2 separate regions of the Bombyx mori genome follow, and region 2 is linked to region 1. The links are chromatin contacts, called in public Hi-C maps. All regions are on one chromosome and are shown on one strand. The core of a region is the stretch at or near the end of the contact, and the rest is flanking DNA. Distances in the headings are between cores, read along the strand shown.

Evidence for each region. A called contact is a pair of places that touch in the nucleus more often than the background predicts.
Region 2: a Hi-C map of middle silk gland shows a contact between it and region 1, with 1.8 times the contacts expected there. The contact joins two enhancer-like sites. A contact is called at or near these places in 2 of 7 Hi-C or Micro-C datasets (middle silk gland and whole pupa).

The regions. Positions count from the first base shown.
Region 1 is chr21:9,104,131-9,107,514 of ASM3026992v2, reverse strand. LOC101742268 (dynein heavy chain, cytoplasmic) reads right to left here. Exons shown (of 95, transcript XM_038018329.2): 64 at 3,181-3,334; 65 at 2,014-2,222; 66 at 1,401-1,560; 67 at 607-708; 68 at 41-140. Among protein-coding and RNA genes, the nearest start is that of LOC101742268, 38 kb to the right of the region's middle. Within about 2 kb of position 2,069, at least 3 of the 8 cell types and tissues checked have open chromatin away from gene starts, as enhancers often do.
Region 2 is chr21:9,193,899-9,196,859 of ASM3026992v2, reverse strand. LOC101739746 (tyrosine-protein kinase CSK) reads right to left here. Exons shown (of 17, transcript XM_062674724.1): 15 at 2,663-2,749; 16 at 1,492-1,671; 17 at 1-334. The coding sequence ends at 332. Among protein-coding and RNA genes, the nearest start is that of LOC101739884, 11 kb to the left of the region's middle. Within about 2 kb of position 1,544, at least 3 of the 8 cell types and tissues checked have open chromatin away from gene starts, as enhancers often do.

The DNA of each region.
Region 1 (3,384 bases), core at 820-3,319:
ATTAAAATATATTTCATGCGTATGAAAAAGAAAACCAAACCGTTTTGCGCTTCGATAACGGCTGGTTCCACTTGTGCGAGGTCCGCCATCACGTCCCTTCGCTTGGCCTCGATCTCCTTGGTTTGTTTCTCCAAAGCGACCTGTAGCGTCGTGACAGATTAGTTACAAGTCTGAACTCCTTAAATATTCCCCTTTATCGAAGATTTGTAGTGAATATAACCAAATATGTTCATTAATTGACGGCATCGACATTTTTAACGACACGTGTCCTGGTCTCAAAAACAAACTATATAGTATCCAAGTTCCTTTGCTTATAGTTGATGAGAGAATGTTAAGTAGTTAACTCTTGTTTTCATGTTCTTTTCAATTATTTTTTTATGTTGTACTGTTAACATTTAAATTTAACCTATTTTTCCGCTGTTTGTAAATAGCTGTAACATGTCATAGTGTGTTATAAGAGATTGCTGTACGTACTAACTGGCTTACATACCAGTACTTAATTTTATACTTGTTAATTTTAAGCTTGAATGATATGTGTGTATTGCTGTTGGTGTGTCTAAATAAATAAATAAACTGTATCCTCGAGAGTATCATGGGATCTCATACCTGAATTTCCTGGCTCTCGACCTTTTTCTTTTCAGCTTCCTGTTGGTCCTTCACCATTTGCCGCAACTTCGCATTGGCGGCCTCGTTCTTGGCTTGCAGTTCCTAATGACATTTACATTTTTAGGTTATTAACACATTGACTGCCGTGTAAGTCACCGGTGCCCTACGCGGCGCCCTGAAGTAATTACGTCGACTTCTCACTTCGATCTTCTTACTAAGGCGCCGGAATATCTAGTAGACTCCGGGAAAGACGAATCCGAAGATACTGAGAACGAATCTATTCCTGACTAGCTGACCCGGCAGACTTCGTAATGCCTCAATCGATAAATAAAATAAACTTTTGTATAAAATAAACTAACAAACAAAAGGAATCCGTCCAATAGGGGACACGTCAAAGGAAAAACAAAATTGTTATTTTTATTTAATTCTGAGCATTCACATTTATTTACCTTTTAAACCTTCTCTGGACTTCCACAAATAATTCAAGACCAAAATTAGCTAAATCGGTCCAGCCGTTCTCGAGTTTTAGCGAGACTAACGAACAGCACTTCATTTTTATATATATATATATATAGATTTACCTAAAAGACTGAAACATACATTAACAAGCAAACGAAGGTAGTTATGTAATCCGGGCGTTTAGTAACAGAAATCGACATAATTACTTGAGTGCGCCGCGTAGGACACCGGTGACCTACACGGTAGTCAAAGGGTTAAGAGTTATGACTACTGTTAAGACAATCCAAAAAGTTTGACAATAACCGTTCTGTCCAAGTAATGGAGTATTGTCGCACCTGAGATTTGACCGCTAAGCTCTTCTGCATCTCCTCGACCTGCTCGACGGTTTCGGCAATCTTACCGAGACCCACGTTCAAGTGAAGCTGCTGCTCCTCCAGGTCGGCACGTTTTTCGGCGTAAAGCTTAACCATTTGTTGGATAAAGTCCAAATAATGCCTGGAAAGTATTTCGTTTTAATGTAAATAAAAAATTAAGAGTAAGGTGTGTCTTTAAATACTTTAATGTTTTATTAACTACAATACTAGTCTAATACCGTTCAATCACTGCAAGCAGATCGTCGGTTGGATTTTAAAAATTCTATGATTACATCTTTGAAATTATTTCTGTTTCGCTAATTATTCTATTATTACGCCTATTTCTGCCGTGAAGCAGTAATGCGTTTCGGTTTGAAGGGCGGGGCAGCCGTTGTAACTATACAGAGACCTTAGAACTTATATCTCAAGGTGTGTGGCGCATTTACGTTGTAGATGTCTATGGGTTCCAGTAACTACTTAGCACCGGGTGGGCTGTGAGCTCGTCCACACATCTCGGCAATAAAAAAAAACCTACCATCAGTAACCCTAAATCCTGTATCCAGCGAGTGCGGCTGGTGGGAACTAGAGTGCTCACCTGGGCGTGATGGCCATGGTCCTGTTGGCGCGCTTGGCGAGCCTGGCGTTGGCCTGGTGCAGCGTCTGGTGCACGTACACGCAGGCGTTGACCACGGCCTCGCGGTGCGCCGGCGCCGCGCCCACCTCGCCGCACGCCGCCGGGAACTCCGCGGGCGGCACGTACTCGGCAGACTCCAGGTCCATGCGGCTCGTGAACTCTTTACCCACCTGTACGTCACTAACGTTAGTCCAGGGCACGGGTGACGTGTTGAAAAAAAAAACAACACTGTTTGATGACAGGTATTTCTTTTTTGTACCTAACCTGATAACCTTGAGAGGCTATATCAGCGTAGCCTTAACTATAGTAGAATTATTTTGTCCGTGCAGTTTGGGTCATAAAACATAGCCCGGCTAGGGCGGTGAGCACGTTGCGCGGGCGTAACGTCATTATCGATAAAAACAAATGAGTCATCGAACACAGCGCCGGGGCGGTATACGATGGGTGGTGAGACATTGTTATGTTAGGAGTCATTTGTTGTACTTACCTGCAAATTATAGTACATATGTCGAAGAGAAATGTATTTTTATGCATTCGCTCTCTGAATTTATGTAGTGACAGAATGGCTACTCCTTTGTTTTGTACCAAAACTGTAGAATTTATTCAAAATAATATTTGCACGTGCATCAACAATGTGTTAAAAAATTTCACTGAAATGAAAATAGATCCCGAAAAGTTACAAAGTATTAATTTCTGCCGTTATCGTTAACTTGCTGCGGCGATATGTGGTGTAAGTGTTTAGTGATTTTTACTTTCATTTTTACACCCACCCACAAAATGACAAAACTAAATACACTATCGATAACGCTTATCGAAAACAATAATGAGCATCACTATGCCCGTCCATAAGGCTCGTGAGTGGAAGAGAGAGCGAAATATTCGCTTCACCACTCCGACTATTTATGACCTAAGCTGCACAGATAAAATAATTCTACTATAGTAGGTGAGCTCACGGGGCAGTGCTTCGCAGAATCTACCACCGGATCGGAAACGCGACCCACTGAGAAGATCCGGCAAGAAACTCAGTGGGCTGTGTCTATGGGTTAATTTACTCGTCGAGCCCTTCGTCGCAAGCGACGGGTTCGGCGGGGACGATGATCGGATGAATTTAAATATTTTGTTTCTTACTTGGAACAAAGCTCCGTCGCTCCAGTCTCCGAACCAGTTAAGCACGCATCGGTTGAACAGAGCAGGAGATGTCGCGGCTCGGTCCTTCAAGCCCTCCGAGGACGGGTTCATTGTGAACACTACGTGCAAGTTGCGCATCACCTGGCTCGTGAACCTGAGAATAATTAGTACAACCATGACCATTACGATATCCTTATTTTCAAA
Region 2 (2,961 bases), core at 295-2,794, 90 kb before region 1:
GCGCGCTTTATGTCGCATAGTTTAGAAATCTGTGTAGATCATATATTTTAAAAGCACAATAATCAGGACCACCACTAAAAAACTCCTTTAAAGATAACTGACATTTATTTTAAACATTCATCCTTAAACCATAGAACACACCCATTATTATTATTATTATATTACCCTAACTAAAGCCCCTTAGGAGACAGGGCGCTTTAGTAAAATAATTTAGTACTTACAATTTTTCACATGTAGAACACGATTTGAAAAAAATATCAATGTGTTAGAAATTACAGGTAATTTTTCTTTATATTTTAAGTAGTTCCGTTCCCCACAAGTTGAGCGTCCTTCACTGAAACAGAACGAAATATTTTTTGAAACAAGATAAATAGAACATATTATACAGGGTGTCCCGGAAGGTAACAATAACCTGGCATCGGATAAAGACCCCCTTATGATGAGCTAATCAAATTAAAAAAGAGCATTCTAACCACAGTAATAATCAAGTACCAACAATTTTATTGAAGTAAAATATAATAGTACACAAAATACTGTTCTACTCCGCGCAGTGTCGCCAGCAGGAGCCGGTGCACTGGTGGTAGAACCTCCTGTGAGTCCGCACGGTTAGGTACCATCACCCCGCCTATTTCAGCCGTGAAGCAGTAATGCGTTTCGGTTTGAAAGGCGGTGCAGCCGTTGTAACTATCTTGAGACCTTAGAGAACTTATATCTCAAGGTGGGTGGCGCATTTACGTTGTAGATGTTTATGGTCTCCAGTAACCACTTAACATCAGGTGGGCTGTGAGCTCGTCCACACATCTAAGAAAAAAAAAACTTGGATGATGTCACGAATGATCTAGGGAAGTGTAGGGCGTACCCCTTATCCGACCGCGACGGGGCAACGAAAAGCCGACGTCGCCCAAAACGTCTTATCGGATCCCCGGATTCCATATAATAAAATAATATATAATAATATTTGGTAGGCAGCGACTTGGCTTTGCCCCCGGCATTACTGACGTCCATGAGCGACGGTGATCACTTACCATCAGGTGGGCCGTACGCTCGCCTGTCTACAAAAGCAATAAAAAAAAAATCACTCTCGGTGTTTTAGGCCTCTCAAGCACCGGTCACCGTTCTCGTCGAACTCGTCGATTACTATGATGAGTTTGACAAGCGAACTAACCCATAGACACAGCCCACTGAGTTTCTCGCCGAATCTTCTCAGTGGGTCGTGATTCCGACCCTGTGGTAGATTCTGCTAAGCACTACTGCTAGGGCTACTGTTAGTAAGCTCTCAGGTTGAACTCCTGAGTTCACCTACACGTCCGGGTGTAGCTGGAATACCCTCTTAGGCTACCAGCGAATCATCATCATCATCAGCCTGTATCTCTTCACTGCTGGATGTAGGCCTCTCCCATAGTCTGCTACAATGAACGATCCTCCGCCTTCCGCATACAATGTTTCCCAGGATATCGCCGCAAGTCATCGGTAGGGGAGGCTAGGGCGTACCTGCGCGGGCGTGTGGTCGCGTATGTCGGCGAGGTTGCGGCGCATGTGCAGGAAGGTGGGTCGCGAGGCGGGGTCGGCGTGCCAGGCGGCGCGCATGAGCTCGTAGGGGCCGGGCGGACACCCCTCCGGCGCCTCCATGCGGTAGCCGCGCTCCACGTGCCGCACCACCTCCGCCAGCGGCTGCACAACACACAAAGTATTCAAGCTGATTTTACAATCTTTTTAAAAAAAAAATACAACAAAGATTTAACTGCCGTGAAAAAATATTTATATGCGACACAGAACAAAATCTATACATATAAATAAAATTAGAGTGTCTGTTTGTAATATTGAAATAACCGCTTTTTACTAAATGCATATGAATATATCGGTACATACACCAAAATAACATTTTTTACAAATTTTGTCTGTCTGTTTGTTTCGGCTAATCTCTGGAACGGCTAGACCGATTTTGATGAGACTTTCACTAATAGGTTATATCCTCGGCTACTTTTTTTAGACTAGCTTCGCCCCGCGGCGTCCCCTGCAGTTATTGTCGTACCGCGCGTAAGATGGAGGGACTCGCCTATCAATAATAAAATTTAATGTTTCCGAAGCGAAGCGAGGGCGGGTCGCTAGTTTATAATAATATAAAAATAAAATTGTATTTAAGCTGAATTATTTTTATTTGACTGTCGACTTTAATTGATTTCTACAAATTCCACCACTTTTGAGATAATTGAGATTTCGATAGCATGTCATCTTAATATGGGCGACTTTCACATTTTAATGTATGTGGGTCTTTAACCACTTTACACCAGTTAGGCCACTCAGGTAGATAGCCGTCATCCGTCGATATTAAGAAAAGTATCTGTATTTCGACTGACGTTAATCAGACATAAGGCTCACCGTGAGCAATAGAGCATAAAATAAATATTATAGACGTGCGTCAGCTTATTAATCAGTTGAATTGAGAATGATCTGTATAAATACTTTTTTATTATTTTGAAAGGATGAGTCAACCTAGTGGTTTATGCTGAGCGTGGCTCGTGGACATCACCAATATTAGGGGAACACTCAAGCCACTGCCTACCGTCTACTATTTATAAAGTTCCCTTGAAGAAAGACATCATTTAATAAACACGTAGGGTCATTGTACAGTGTACACCATTAAAATAAAGTAATAACTTACAATTCTAGGATAAGGTACTCTTCCAAACGAGTAAATTTCCCATAATAAAATTCCAAAACTCCACATATCCGACTTGTTTGAGAATTTCTGCAACAAAAGTACATTTTTATTAAATTTTGGTGTTTTGGAAGTAATCGTGGCCTAAAGGATAAGACGCTCAGCGCATTCGTATCAAACGATGCGATTCTGCCGGCGTTAGAATCCCGTAGATGGCAGACGAATTTTTCTGATGAAATACGTACATAACAAATGTTCACGAAGGTCTTCCACGGTAATGAATAAAACATCACGTAATAAAC